Linked DNA regions of Mus musculus: all the other regions are linked to region 1. The links are chromatin contacts, called in public ChIA-PET, Hi-C, HiChIP or PLAC-seq and promoter capture Hi-C maps. All regions are on one chromosome and are shown on one strand. The core of a region is the stretch at or near the end of the contact, and the rest is flanking DNA. Distances in the headings are between cores, read along the strand shown.

The links. Promoter capture Hi-C pulls out the DNA fragments that hold promoters and counts their contacts. Hi-C and Micro-C count contacts between places; a contact is called where the count stands out from the background. ChIA-PET counts read pairs in DNA pulled down with a chosen protein or histone mark. HiChIP or PLAC-seq counts read pairs in DNA pulled down with a chosen protein or histone mark.
Region 2: an RNA polymerase II ChIA-PET map of memory CD8 T cells shows a contact between it and region 1, with 10 read pairs. The contact joins the enhancer-like site here to the promoter of Btnl2 in region 1. A contact is called at or near these places in 8 of 39 promoter capture datasets (HPC-7-derived erythroid cells, cranial neural crest, frontonasal cranial neural crest and 5 more), 1 of 15 datasets of contacts at CTCF or cohesin (large pre-B cells), 26 of 484 Hi-C or Micro-C datasets (the Ba/F3 cell line, CD4 T cells, CD8 T cells and 15 more), 4 of 115 datasets of contacts at active chromatin or transcription factors (acute myeloid leukemia, embryonic stem cells, large pre-B cells and 1 more) and 2 of 9 other capture datasets (embryonic stem cells and macrophages).
Region 3: an H3K4me3 HiChIP or PLAC-seq map of the 230-238 cell line shows a contact between it and region 1, with 13 read pairs. The contact joins the promoter of Vps52 here to the promoter of Btnl2 in region 1. A contact is called at or near these places in 2 of 39 promoter capture datasets (liver and pre-B cells) and 1 of 115 datasets of contacts at active chromatin or transcription factors (the 230-238 cell line).
Region 4: a Hi-C map of B cells shows a contact between it and region 1, with 8 read pairs. The contact joins the promoter of Fkbpl here to the promoter of Btnl2 in region 1. A contact is called at or near these places in 1 of 39 promoter capture datasets (hippocampal neurons), 1 of 484 Hi-C or Micro-C datasets (B cells) and 1 of 115 datasets of contacts at active chromatin or transcription factors (bone marrow-derived macrophages).
Region 5: a promoter capture Hi-C map of liver shows a contact between it and region 1, with 6 times the contacts expected there. The contact joins the promoter of H2-Oa here to the promoter of Btnl2 in region 1. A contact is called at or near these places in 11 of 39 promoter capture datasets (the 3T3-L1 cell line, the HPC-7 cell line, cranial neural crest and 6 more), 10 of 484 Hi-C or Micro-C datasets (CD4 T cells, CD8 T cells, ECoMG-derived neutrophils and 6 more), 2 of 115 datasets of contacts at active chromatin or transcription factors (acute myeloid leukemia and large pre-B cells) and 2 of 9 other capture datasets (adipose tissue and liver).

The regions. Positions count from the first base shown.
Region 1 is chr17:34,353,439-34,356,138 of GRCm38.p6, reverse strand. Btnl2 (butyrophilin-like 2) reads right to left here and starts at 1,317. Exons shown (of 9, transcript NM_079835.2): 1 at 1,069-1,317.
Region 2 is chr17:34,071,028-34,073,727 of GRCm38.p6, reverse strand. It overlaps the pseudogene H2-Pb. Among named protein-coding and RNA genes, the nearest start is that of H2-Oa, 20 kb to the left of the region's middle. Within about 2 kb of position 1,432, at least 42 of the 459 cell types and tissues checked have an H3K27ac peak or open chromatin away from gene starts, as enhancers often do. A contact at or near this core is called in ECoMG-derived neutrophils, the P5424 cell line, acute myeloid leukemia and 3 more, where this site is marked.
Region 3 is chr17:33,954,512-33,957,211 of GRCm38.p6, reverse strand. It overlaps Vps52 (VPS52 GARP complex subunit), which reads right to left and starts at 1,412. Exons shown (of 20, transcript NM_172620.4): 1 at 1,030-1,412; 2 at 198-282. The coding sequence starts at 1,119. Rps18 (ribosomal protein S18) reads left to right here and starts at 1,547. Exons shown (of 5, transcript NM_011296.3): 1 at 1,547-1,594; 2 at 2,036-2,134. The coding sequence starts at 1,592.
Region 4 is chr17:34,643,546-34,646,245 of GRCm38.p6, reverse strand. Fkbpl (FK506 binding protein-like) reads right to left here and starts at 1,432. Exons shown (of 2, transcript NM_019873.3): 1 at 1,293-1,432; 2 at 1-1,001. The coding sequence starts at 986.
Region 5 is chr17:34,090,996-34,093,695 of GRCm38.p6, reverse strand. H2-Oa (histocompatibility 2, O region alpha locus) reads right to left here and starts at 1,317. Exons shown (of 5, transcript NM_008206.2): 1 at 1,168-1,317. The coding sequence starts at 1,249. It overlaps BC051537 (cDNA sequence BC051537), which reads left to right. Exons shown (of 5, transcript NR_046183.1): 3 at 1,151-1,256.

The DNA.
Region 1 (2,700 bases), core at 68-2,567:
TGTTTTGTTAACTCGACAGAAGCTAGAGTCATCTGAGAAAAGGGATCCTAACTGAGGAACTGCCTCCATCAGATTGGCCTATGAGCAAATCTGTGGGGGAATTTTTCTTAATTAACGATTGATGGGAAAGGACCCAGCCCACTGCGGGCAGTGCCACCCCTGGGCAGGTGGGCTTGCATGATGTAAAAAAACAAGCTGAGCAAGTCACAGAGGGCAAGCAGTGTTGCTCCATGGTCTCTGCCTCAGTGTCTGCCTCCAGGTTACTGCTTGGGTTCCTGCCTTGATTTCCCTTCATAGTGGTCTGCCAGCTGTAAGATGAAATTAACCCTTTCTTTCCTAGGTTGCTTTTGGTCTTGATATTTATCACAGCAATAGCAAGCAAACTAGGACTTCTGATGGCTATGCTATCTTAATAGACAACTAGCACCAAACCTGTCATCATCAGATCATGGCCTGGCCCCGTTCTTTTCAGTTGTTGATCACAGCTGACTCACTCACTCACATTTGAACTCTCACGATGGAGTTACACTGTACGTTATCCCTTAGGCTCCCCCTCAGGTCTCACTTAGTCCAGTTGGCTTCTAACTTGCAACACAGCCAAGGATGACCTTGAAGTCCTTCCTCTACCTCTCGTGAATCCTGAGATTGAAATTCCATACACCAGGAGGCAGATACTGAAGAGGATGAGGCAAGACAATGTCTGGTTTGAGGCCAACCTGAGCTGAAGGAAGTTTTTTGATTGGAAAGAAAAATCAGTCCTGAGCTAAAGAGACAATGATGTTAAAAAGAGGAAAAACTCAGCTTGTTGTGGTAGCTCACTATAATCTCAGCACCCAGAAGGCTGAGGCAGGAGGATTGCCATTTGTTGGAAGCCGGCATTGGCTATAGAGTGGGAGTCTGTCTCAAAACACTACTCTCTAAAAAATGTGCAGTGGAGATCAACAGGAAGTAAGAGCCATTTCCTGACAGGATGCTGACTCTACCTACTTCCTCATCTTAGTTGACTCCTCCCCACCCCACCCCCACTCCCATGTCCATCCTTCATGAGAGACTCTCCAAGCCACTCACCTGTTGCTCTTTCCTTTAGGGTGAAATGGAGGCTGTTGGTCTCACCCAGTCACAAGTGTGTCCTTCATTCACATAGCAGGTGTCTAAGGACAGGAGAGCATAGTGACTGGTGATGGAGCAGGCAAGGAAAGTGGAAGCGTCACCAGTTTGCGTGAAGGAAGATTTGAATGGTGTCAATCTGTAGGCAGAGTTGAGTCCCCGAGGGTCAGTCTAAAATGAGGCTCCAGTCAGAGCAGCACATTTACCTTCTGCTCAAAAGTGAAACTCAGAAGGAAGGCAGGTGGACTTTGGGCTCTGTTCTGATTCATCTAGCCTTCTAGACACAGTGATAATGTTGACCCTTATCTCTTCAGAACACCAGCACGCAGGCTGGACCCTGCTCCATGCCCTGTCCAGCAGGTAGGTGACCTGACATCTGGCAGTGGCCTAAATCATGGCTACTTTGTCCTGTCCTTCAGCTTGCTGAACTTCTATGATTCCCCATCTAGGGCCAAGCTCTCTCACAACACGGAGTCTGTGGACCCTCAGAGTGCAGAGCATGACTGTCTATCAGATACTCAACCTTCACCCTACTGAGTAGAAAACCAAGTCTAGGAGGGGATGTTCCCTGTCCAAGACCAGAACATCAGGCCAAGGTGCCTGTGTGTTTTTTCTTTGTTCTTTCTCTTTTACTGGAAAACAAAGGCTTCACCCAAGAAATGTAATAAGCTTTCTGATATAGCGTGTGGGTACAATGAGCATGGCTAGTAATGGAGGGCCTTGGACACCCCTGTTATGTGCTCTTCTTTCTTCAGTCCTTCTTGGGGATCCCCTAAATTCTCTTTCACACTATTGAGGGGTCTCCAGATCCACTTTCAAGAGCTGGGAAGAGCAGTTTTAAACTTATTTAGAAGAATGTTTGTTCTTCATTGTAAGAGCGTAACAGCACAGCATGCAAGGCAACAGTGTAACAGCACAGCATGCAAGGCAACAGTGTAACAGCACAGCATGCAAGGCAACAATGTAACAGCACAGCATGCAAGGTAACGGTGTAACAGCACAGCATGCAAGGTAACAGTGTAACAGCACAGCATGCAAGGCAACAGTGTAACAGCACAGCATGCAAGGTAACAGTGTAACAGCACAGCATGCAAGGTAACGGTGTAACAGCACAGCATGCAAGGTAACGGTGTAACAGCACAGCATGCAAGGCAACAGTGTAACAGCACAGCATGCAAGGCAACAGTGTAACAGCACAGCATGCAAGGCAACAATGTAACAGCACAGCATGCAAGGTAACGGTGTAACAGCACAGCATGCAAGGTAACAGTGTAACAGCACAGCATGCAAGGTAACAGTGTAACAGCACAGCATGCAAGGCAACAGTGTAACAGCACAGCATGCAAGGCAACAGTGTAACAGCACAGCATGCAAGGTAACAGTGTAACAGCACAGCATGCAAGGTAACAGTGTAACAGCACAGCATGCAAGGCAACAGTGTAACAGCACAGCATGCAAGGCAACAGTGTAACAGCACAGCATGCAAGGTAACTGTAACAAACAGCAAAGCATGCAAGGTAACAGTGTAACAAACAGCACAGCATGCAAGGTAACAGTGTAACAAACAGCACAGCATGCAAGGTAACAGTGTAA
Region 2 (2,700 bases), core at 183-2,682, 280 kb after region 1:
GCAGGAAGGTCGCAGGTTCAAGGCCTGCCTGAACTACACACAGCCCAGGCATCAAAGATATGAAATAGAGAATCCTGGCAGGTGGCTGGGGCTAGCATTTCCTCGATAAGCTCTCCTGTCCACAGAAGGGTCTAAGGCAGAAAGGTAATGCTAGAGAGTTCTAGAAGCCACTGGAACCAGTGTCGGAGCAAAGCTGTCCTATAGGAAGAGAAGAAGCCCCAGCCAGGGGTCTGACCATTAGACTACAAGGTCCCCAGGTTCCCAGGCTTCTGTGGGTGAGGCGAAGGAGAAGGAGGAGGGATGGAAAGTGTCTCTCACTCTCTAAGGAGATTTTAATAGCTGAGTGTGTATCCTTTCAGCCCTCATCCAGCTCAGCTGAGATCTCCGGGATCTAGATGAGCAGCTAAGATATTGTGGTTGTCCTGAGGGCTCCTCTGCATGATCAGAAAGTCTCAGCCTGAACTTCCCTCACAGTCCTGAGGGAGTGTGGCGGAAGAGTGGGGCTGAGGAAGGAAGCTGGGGTAAGTTGTTCTAACACTTGGTCTTTTAAAAGACTAATTGTTTAGTTTTATTTTATGGGGGGGGGAGAGGGGGAGAGAGAGAGTGTGTGTACTCATAGACAATAAATAAATAAATAAATAAATAAATAAATAAATAAATAATTTTTTTTTAAATCCACCAATGGATGAATCTGACAAGCTCCAGGTCTGCTAACTGCTCACCTCTGAACTATAGTGCATCAGGGACCAAGCCATCAACCCACAAAACTCTGGGAGAGCATTCCAGATCCAAACTGTAACCTTAAACACGGCCATCAGAGAATGCTGAGAGCACCCTCCCCAGCAGAAGTCTCTGCTGTCAAATGTCTATCTGCTGTCTGCCAGCATGGAGGTTGGAAGATCAGACACTATCATGCTGTCAGATTTAAATTATTTAAATTTAAGTGAAGCCATGAATGATCAGTAGCTGCCATGGCGGGCAGGCTGAGTTTATAATCTTTGTCTAAGGCTCTCTGAGTGGCTTTTGTGGGCCGTCTGCAAAGACAACACTAGAGAATTGGGCAAATAAAATAACTGGAGAACTCAGGCTTAACTGGGGAACTGGAGAGGTAAAGTGTCCCTTAGCTCTCAGGATATAACATCCCCAAAGCATAACAGATCCGTTAGCAAGCTAATGAAGTTACAGAAGAAGGGAGCCCTAAGCTGTCAGAATAGCAAAAGCTGCCTGCCCAGCTCAGTAGACACAGAAGCCACCGAACACCACAGAATCACTGTGTGGCTGTGTCCCACATGGGCTCCCGTATTTGTACACTTAGCTCCCAGCTGGTGCCATTATGTTATTTGAGACCTTACAGAAGATAGGTCTCTTCTGTAGGAGATAGAGGCTTGCTAGAGGAAGTGGATCACTGGAGGGCTGGCCATGTGGTTTTACAGCCCAGTACATTTCCTGTCTGTCTAGGTCGTGACTGCTGAGGCAGTGTGACCAGTTGCCTCATGCTACTGCCATGCCTCTTCCGCCATGAAGTGCCAGATCATTTGGAACTGAAGGCCACACTAAACCTCCTCCTTCCTTATGGTGCTTCTTGTCAGGGCTCTGGTCACAGCAGTGAGAAAGAGAACGAATAGAAACACTAAGACAAAGATGGCGTAAGAGCAAAGGACTCAGCTCCTGGGGCTGAGAGATGGCTTGGTGGTTAAAAGCACTTACCATTCCTGCAGAAGACCCAGGTTGAATCCTAGCACTGGGTCAAGCAGATCCCTGTCACCTGTAACTGCAGCTCTGGGGGATCTACCTTTTGGCCTTCACAACGAGCTGCATGCTCTTGGTGCACATAAACTCACACGTGCACACATGCTTCCGCACACATGAGTTCACACACACGCATACACACACACACACACACACACACATATACACACCCTTGATAAGAACATACCTCTCTATACTTTAGTGTTTCCTTTAACATATCCTCTGAAGTCAAGGGGTCCTTGTTTACTACTTCCTTCGCTTACTTTGTCTTTGATCTAAGACCTGGCCATGTCTTCTGGATATAACAGGGTGTGCATTCTCTTTCACCTCCTGTACTGGGGAAAGCCGCGGACAGCTCAGGAACAGATCAATGTGTAGTGCAGAATCGGCGGGGTGCGGGGTGGGCCTAGGATGATAGAAAAGCAGGCTGGAGAAAAATAAAGCTACTTCAGCCTCAGCGCTGGCTGGAGTCATGGTATAGTGTTGTCTTTGTCTTTTCAATCCTGGCTCCCTCCCTCGAGACCCTGTTGACCGACTGAGCTGGCCTGGTCAGCCTCCATTTAAAAAGAATAGAAAGAGTAATCCCCACTGGACTGAGGTAAACCTTCAGCAAGAACAGGTGGCTTCCACCTGATTTGCACGGGGCGATGTGGACACAACCAGAGAGCGTGTCACCATGAGCCCCACACTTGGTGGAGTATGTGTGCCTTCCGAGCCCTTCACAGATGAAACAGCGAGGCTGCACACCAGAGCTGTCACAACAGGAGTAGGACACATCCTTTCACCTCCTGTACTGGGGAAAGCCACAGACCGCTCAGGAACAGATCAACGTGTAGTGCAAGATCAGCAGGGGGCTAACATGGTTGCATCCACCAACGGAAGCAAGCTACTTTGTTGCCTTTCACTAAGGCCAAGATCTGCTTTGCTTGTGCATCTGGGCTGCTCAGGGAG
Region 3 (2,700 bases), core at 163-2,662, 400 kb after region 1:
GAGTGAGTTCCAGGACAGCCAAAGCTACAGAGAAACCCTGTCTCGAAAAAAAACCAAAAAAATAAAAATAAATTAAAAATAAAAACACACACACATACAAAAGAAAGAAACCATAGAGGGTAATCTACTGGGGTCATGTAATATATTTCTAAAGAATAAAGGGGTCTACTTTGCTCCCACCCCATGTCAGCACTTACCATCCACTTCATCCAAGATGAATTCATCAGAGGTGATGTCCAACTCTCCAAGTTGTAGGGGTTCTTGGAGTCCAGAACCCCCCCCCTGAAGAGGGACAGGTTAATGAATGTGGGATACAGAAAGAGATGTTGGAAACAAAACATAATCGGGTATCCTTAATCCTCCAAGTGAGGTGGGGGGTGCTTTGGGGGGTGGGGGGTGCCGGAGTAAGTGGGTCAAAGATTCTGATGCGTTCAAATCTACAATCTTGGGCTACTGAGAATATCAGGCAATTCATGGAGTTGCTGGAGTTGTTCAAATGAGAAAAAACTAGGACTAGTCAAACTTGCCTTTGAATTTAGGACCTCAGTTTCCAGCTATTCCAGGTGATCCCTGAGGGAATTCCAGAGGCTAAAATCGCCAGCTTACATAGTGTTTACCCCTGTGTCTGGTACACCATTTAACATGCTCATTCGGCTAATCCTAACGACCACCTATAAGGTATGTCCTAACAGCGTTTGCACTGTAAAGGTGTGGGAAGTTTTGGCACCGAAAACACAGCATAGCTTTCAAGCGGTGGGGCTGGAGGTGGGACCCCGGGCAAATTGGTTCCAGAGGCCACGTTCTTAACCTTTTACGCTAAACACTAAAATTTTTTTCTACTAAAAATCGTGAACAGGAAGCTGACACTGTCCCTGGGGCTTGGGTTTCAGCCACTTTGGTCCCTACGAAGGCTAGGTCACCATCACCCGTGGCAAGACGGCTCCGAACCTCTTGTCTAAATGGAGCCTACGCCTGAGGAGAGGGACAACCTGACGATACTCCGGAGGACCTACAGCCCCGTGCTCTCACCAGCGGGCCCTCCTCCTCCTCTACATCTGAGGCCCCAGCCCGCAACACCAGCTCCCGGGCAGCGGCCGCCATGGTCGCTGCGGCTGCCATTCCCCCGCAGCTTCACTTCCGACTTCCGGCAGCTGTCAGTCTCAGAAAGTCCGTTTCCCGAAGCAAAGCTACAAGTCCTGGAATGTCTTCTATGGAGCAAAAAAGGGTCCCAGATATTTGAGCTAAGGCGATCGGCTCCAGCCTCTCCGGTTAGGCTTTGATCATTTCGGTCAAGTGCAAACAGGAAGGTGAACGTCTCGAACACAACTCTGTTCCGGAACCTTCGCTCCGCGCCCACACAAGAACGGTACGACGACAGAGAAGGCCGAACCGGAAGTTATAGCTCCGGTCCCTTCCAAAACTGTCTCAATACAACTCCTCCCTTAGGGGGAGACGGGGAGAGAAGCAATTTCCGGAAGTGGACCTCCGGGGATAGCCCCGCCTCTTCCGCCAGGAATCTATATAAGACTTATACGTCACTTCCGCTCTCTCTTCCACAGGAGGCCTACACGCCGCCGTCTGTGCCGCCGCCATGGTAAGAGCGGAATCCGCGCCGGGATCCTGCGACATCGGAGCCGGGGCAGGGAGAGATTTCCGTCAGGACTCAGAGAGTGCCCCATGCTGCGGGCCCACAGCCCTCTGTGGAGCGATGGAGTGTGACCCGAGAGGGGACGACCTAAGACGTGAAATCCCGGGGATCGGGGCCCCGAGGAATGCTCGCTCCTCTTACACAGCAAAGCTGCCAGGAGCTTGGCTGTGTGTGGGCTCCTCCCGCTTCCCCTGTCCAGGGAATTGGGGGCCGCGGCCGACGTCCACCCTCTTGTCAGAGGTTGCGATTTCCCGCGCCTGAGCGCGTTAGGGGTGAGCCCCGGTGACTGAGGAGTTGTGTAAGAACTTAGCAGACAATCCAACCCTGCCTCGGCCACCTTCCCGGTTTGGGGGTAACCTGTCTTGATAACTGCCCGTGTTCTTTCAGTCTCTAGTGATCCCTGAGAAGTTCCAGCACATTTTGCGAGTACTCAACACCAACATCGATGGGCGGCGGAAAATAGCCTTCGCCATCACTGCCATTAAGGTAAAAGTGTTAGGGGCAAAAGAGAAGCAGCTAAACTCACCCAACCCGTTTCAATAAAAGCCTGATGATGACCCAGGGTTAAACCAAAACATTGCTCCAGGGGTAGTGGGGTGTGAGTGTAGTCATGTCCCACCTTGCAGAGGTTTCCCGAGATCTTCAGCTTCCGAGAGCAGTCTCTGCTGTCAGCAAACCTTGAGTAGAATTCCTGTAAACTAACATCCTAAGAGGTGTCCAGGCTTAGCGGTGATGGTTGGGGGTGGTCTGCAGAAGCTATTGGCAGATGCCACAGTGGAAGGTGACACAGAAGCTGGCAGTTTTCCCCATTATGGCAAAAAGGGAGGTCGTAGGAGGAAGCTGGGATGTTTCTCTGCAGAGCTAAAAGTCTTGTAGACAGGGACAGGACTTGAAGTTGGTGATTTGAGGAGTTGCTGGTCAGGTGTGTTCAGCCATGAGACCTGTCAGTGGTGGGACCTTGTGGGATGCTAGGGTATAGATGGAACTGGGTGGCTGCTGAGAGGTTTGAAGGAGGCCTGGGGAGCCGAGGTAATGTCAGGTGGACATAAAAG
Region 4 (2,700 bases), core at 183-2,682, 290 kb before region 1:
ATGACCACCTTCCCCAGCTCCTCTTTCGCTGCACGGTTTTTGGGATCTACTGCTAGCACTTTCTTGAAATCAGCAGTGGCTTTTTCCAAGTCCCCGAGGGCAGCCCGAGCAACCCCCCTTCGGTATAAGGCCTTTAAATGGCCCGGCTCCCGCTCCAGCACTCGGTCACAGCTCTGGGCTGCCAACTGGGGGTGTCCTAGCAGCAACTGGCAGGCAGCCAGATTGGCATAAAGGGTAGTTCGTTCGGGAGGGCCGGGTGGGGGCAACGTCAGCAGCAGTCGGAGAGCCCGTCCATAGCATCGGGCAGCCCCTTGAGGGTTCCCAGCTCGAAACAGTTCTGTACCCCTTCTGTGTTCTTCTTTGGCCAGAGCCTCCTTCTCCATAGCCTCCATCTCCCAGGAGTCCCGGCCATTGGTGAAGGAATCCAGTCTGAGTTTAGCAAGAGGTGCAGAGGATCCAGGAAGGTGAATCTTTGCCTCCTCACCTTGACGCATAGACTCCAGGCATTTTTCCATGAGTTCCCCCCACATTTTTTCCCTCCATTGTCCTATGCCTATGGTTAGTTCTGTCCAGCCCTCTGGCATCCCAGATCCAAAAGGAAATCCCAAAGCCAACACTTGGCATTTGGAGCCTAGCTTGGGTTTGTCTAAGCCATGGCCAGGGACTATGATCTTCTTTACAAAACTCCCATCAGGACAGTACCAAAGATCAGAAGCTTGGAGGTGCTCTGCCATCTCATTGGTTGAGACTTGAAATTGATCAGAGTCACCTTCAAATCCAGCCACGGGATGTTCAATCTCTTGAGTCTCTACAATTTGATTGGCTGGATCCGGTCTCACTCCCACCTTCAGGGCTTCAGGGAGAAGACCTGGGGACCGCTGCCTAAACGGAATGGCTGTATTTAAGATTTGCTGGGCGTTCTCTTCCCGCTGCTGCGGCTGAGCGGTGTTCTTCTCGTTCATTGGGCTGATAGGTGAGGTCTCCATTGGATCTCCTGATCCCTTCCACAACAGATAAAGGAAAGAACAGTTTAGTCTGGAAAGTGATGGGTCAAGTGTAGTTCAGACCTGAGCAGGTGAAAAAAACAAACAAACAAACAAACAAAAAACCGAAACCATGTAAATTCCAGAATTCCTAGTTAAGACTCCTCGTAGTGCTAAAAGTTTCTCCTTTTTTTCCCCCCTTCCCAAGCTAGAATCCACCCAGGTCTAGTTTAGAACTATAAATTCTGTAATTCCCCATGGTTCGGGTAGTCGCCCCAACTATGGGCACTTGACCGGGTCAAAAAGTACCTGAGAGACCAAGGAGCATAGCAGGACGGCCTAAGTCACAGTTGTTGCATTGTGTATGATGTTGAGGCCTGGAAGGGCAGCCTGGGAGCAGCTGAGAGTCTCTATCAGCTCTCGAGCCCTCAGAGACGGAGAAGCTAGTCCCTAACACGACGGCCAATCAGGAGCACGAAGAGGTTCCTTGTCCCGCCTCTATGGTGACGCCATTTCCCTAGCAACCGTGAAGCGCCATACCTTAGCAACCGGACTAGACCTAAGCAATAGAATTAGCCAAATCGAACCGAGGTTGACAAAGATCTGGCTGACTGGTTTAGTCAAAATGTAAAAAGGCCAGAAATGGGAAACTTGGGCTGAGGAAGAGAGAGCAGTGGTAGAGAGCTTTACCAAGCATGCGTAAAGACCCTAAGTTCGAGCTTCAGTTCAAATGTAAAGGCTGAGATTTTAGCTGCTTTCAGACCCTCCCCTGTTATTATACCCAAATTCAGAGATCTTAGCTGAAATCAACCCCTGTCCATTTTGGCTCATCCTTGATTGACTTTTGCCACATATCCATCATTGCCCTTCAACTGAGCCCCCTGATCCAGAATCGTAGTGTTTTTCAAACTCGAATGAGCATGTCCATCATGAGAAAATATATTAAATTGCAGACCTGGATTTCGAAACTCTCAGATGGAGCCTGCGATTCTTGGATAGTGCTCCAGCCCGCTAGCAGTGTGATCCCTCAGTGACCTCATTCCGCACCAGCTTAGTTTGTCCTATATATTTCGTGTGTAACTGGTATCCCATGCTCCAGTGAGAGGAGCGGCAGAGAACAGCTCTCCTCCTCCCTACAGAAGGTGTAGATAGATCCCGTTTGTGACTCAGCCTTGCTGGGCAAACTGCCTGCACCGGCTGGACCAGCACAGTTCTTCCGGGAACGAGAACCCCTTATTATCTAAGCACCTTACTTTGGCATATGTTGTTCTTGGTGTTATTGACAGGGTCATGTGTATCCCTTGCTGGCCTGGAACTCTATGTAGAAGAGGATGCTGGGACCACGGGCATGCCCCACTGTGCCTGATTTATGTGGTACTGTGGATCACACCCAGAGCTTCATTGATGATACAGGGTAAAAGAAATACTGACAAGCTTTACACTGATTAGAATATAAAAAGAATACGTGTACTAACAAACGTCCTCGGAGATATTAAATAAATAATTAAACCAAGAGGCTCTGACCCAACTCTTACTTAAACATACATAGCCTACAAACGAGCTTTGCGTAGCAGTTTAGGAAGACAAGTAAATAGTTACACACCTGAATTCATTGAAATCTAAGTGTCTTTTGCCCTTTGGAGCCACTTGTTTGTCGGAAACTCTCCTCTTACCAGGCTTTGCTAACCTGCCTTGGAAAAGTGACCTTGGGCTTCAA
Region 5 (2,700 bases), core at 68-2,567, 260 kb after region 1:
CGAAAGGGGGAGGGCAGAGGGGGCGTGGCCACTGCATGCATGGGTGGAGCTGACAAAGCAGGCTGGGAAAAGGAGAGACAGCCCACAGGAGATGGTGTCAGGTTTCCAGGCCTCCATCATCTGCTGTAGCTGTAGAGGCAGCCACCCTGTCAGACCTTGTGTGTAAGATGGTAAATTTGGGGCGAGGAGGAAATGGTTAAGGGGAAGCACTGAAGGGAGCTTTTGGGAAAGAAAGCTAGCATAGGAGTGGGTGAGGGACAGTGACAGACAGGAGCATGATGTAATAATATCCATGATCCAGAGACCAGGGTGAGGAAAAGGGCCGCTTTCCACAAGCCAGGCATGACAGCACATCCCTACAACCCCAGCACAGAGAGGGTAGAGACAGAAAGATCAGAAGTTCAAGACCAGCGTGGGCTGCCTAGTTCAATGAAACTCTGCCTCATTAACACATGGAGGGAGAGAGAAGTTCCCAAAGTATTGTAAGATAACACAGGACATAAAGTCAGGAGTTCAATCCTGGCAGCAGCAACGGCGCACTTGAGAGGCAGAGGCAGGCAGATTTCTGAGTTTGAGGCCAGCCTGGTCTACAGAGTAAGTTCCAGGACAGCCAGGGCTACACAGAGAAACCCTGTCTCAAAAAGCCAATTTAATAAAGAAACAAACAAACAAACAAACACCCCAAGATTCAAACTTTACATTCCACCTTCCATCTGGGAGTGTTGATTAATAGGTCTCACCCTCGACAAAGTGCTGTTTCCTGGTGTCAGGGCTACATTTCCACTGACTCTTTCAGAGCTCTACACTTCTGAGGAATGTAAGGGACTGTCATGAGCCCAGCGTGACAGAAAACAAACGGGGAAAACCAAAACACTGCAACAAAGCTGGATGAGAACTGCTTGTTGCAGCCAGGAAGTGGTTCAGGAGCCAGGGTGCTCTGCAGTGAGGCGGGTGAGGGCACGGATCTCAGAAAAGAGGAAGAGCTGAGGGGGGCTCTGAATGTAAAAGAAGCCCAGAAGAGACCCAGCCTCAGCCCAGTGGTTAGGCCCACAATGGAGGTGGCAGGGATTTGTCTGCAGGTGGAGGGAGTTGCCATATACCCGACACAGAGAGAGACACTTTCCCCTGTGCTGTACTCTCCCACTCCCAGGTGTCCCCAGCACTTACCCTTGATGGCCCTTACTCCTCGGGGACTCAGGAAGCTCATTGCGGTTAGGAGTACCGGGACCAGCTCCACAAAAAGGACCATTGCTGGGGTGAGTGGCTCTAACAACGTCTGTTTGGGAAGCAAGGGAGCAAGATCGAGGTAAAAAGAAACAGAGTCCAGGTTAGGGGAAGACCCTTGCGGTAAGCAGCCAATCAGAGCAGTTCTCTGAGATAATGGGTTTGTTGCTGGGCAAGGAAGTAAAGAGTCTGGGTGAGAAGGTGGAGAGTGGAGGCCATGGGTCATCTGTCACTTCACCTTTCAAGAAGGGGCTTCAGGAAGGAGCAGAGAAGTCACAGAGCACCAAATGGCTATGCTGGGCAAAGCCTCCATCTGGTCCATGATAGAACCTGATTTTTCCTGTGGGTCCCTCTGGAAATTTTGGGGGGTAAAATATAAAACAAAACACACTAAGAACTTTTAAAGGGAGATCATTGGATATAATAAATCACAGCATAGAAACTCTTATATTTGTAAATCATTTTCAAAAACATTATTTTATTTTATCTGTAAGGAAGACTGTGTAACGGCTGAAGATGCTCCCCCTGAAGGAACACTACAGGCAGTTCCTACAAGTGACATGGGGTGGGCAGAGGACATTGGTGGTCTCCATTTGTCCCTTCTAGTCCCCAGACACCCTCTTGCACGCTGGCCAGAGGTTGACCAGGGTCCGCATGCACCTAGCGTTTGCCTATTGGTGAACTCAGCCAATGGCTGGCACTGGAAGGACTCAGTCAATACAGTAAATAGAGAGATTCAGGCCACGCCTTTAATGCCAGCACTCTGGAGGCTGAGGCAGGTGAATCTCTATGAGTTCAATGGCAGCCTGGTTTACACAGTAAGTTCCAGGCCAGCCAGGCTACATAGAGAAACTTTGTCTCAAAAAAGAGAAAGGAAATAGAAATGGGTAAAGAGAACTTCCATCAAACTTGTGGCAGCCATCTTCCAAAGAGGCTGAAATCAAGGGTTTTCAAGCTTGACGCTGTCTGAGAAGTCTGCGACTTTGGCTCCAGCGAGTTGCTTTGGCTCAGTGAAGTTTGTAACAAATACTCGTTCCGGGTGCTGCGGAGGTGGCTCTGTGGGTAAAGTGCTTGCCACACAAGCACAAGGACGTGAGTTTGGATTCCCAACACACCGAAAAAGCCAGGCATGGTGGCACATGTCTGTAAACCCTCAGCCGTGGCGGGGCAGAGACAGGGAGATCCGTGTAACTGGCTAGCCAGCCAGTCTAGCCAAACAGGTGAGCTCTAGGGCTTTAGGGTCAGCAGCAGAGCCATCTCAAAAGATGCAGTGGGTGGGCAGGCTGGGAAATACTCAGCCTTAAAATCCCACGCTGCTCTGCCAGAGGACCAGAGTTTGGGAAACAGCGCCCTCAAGAGGCTGCTCACGACATTCTGTAACTGCAACTCCAGGGGACACAGTGTACTCTCTGCAGATGTCTGCATGAATGAGGGGACCTACTCACAGCCTTGGTCCAGCCCTGAACCAAGTCTCTC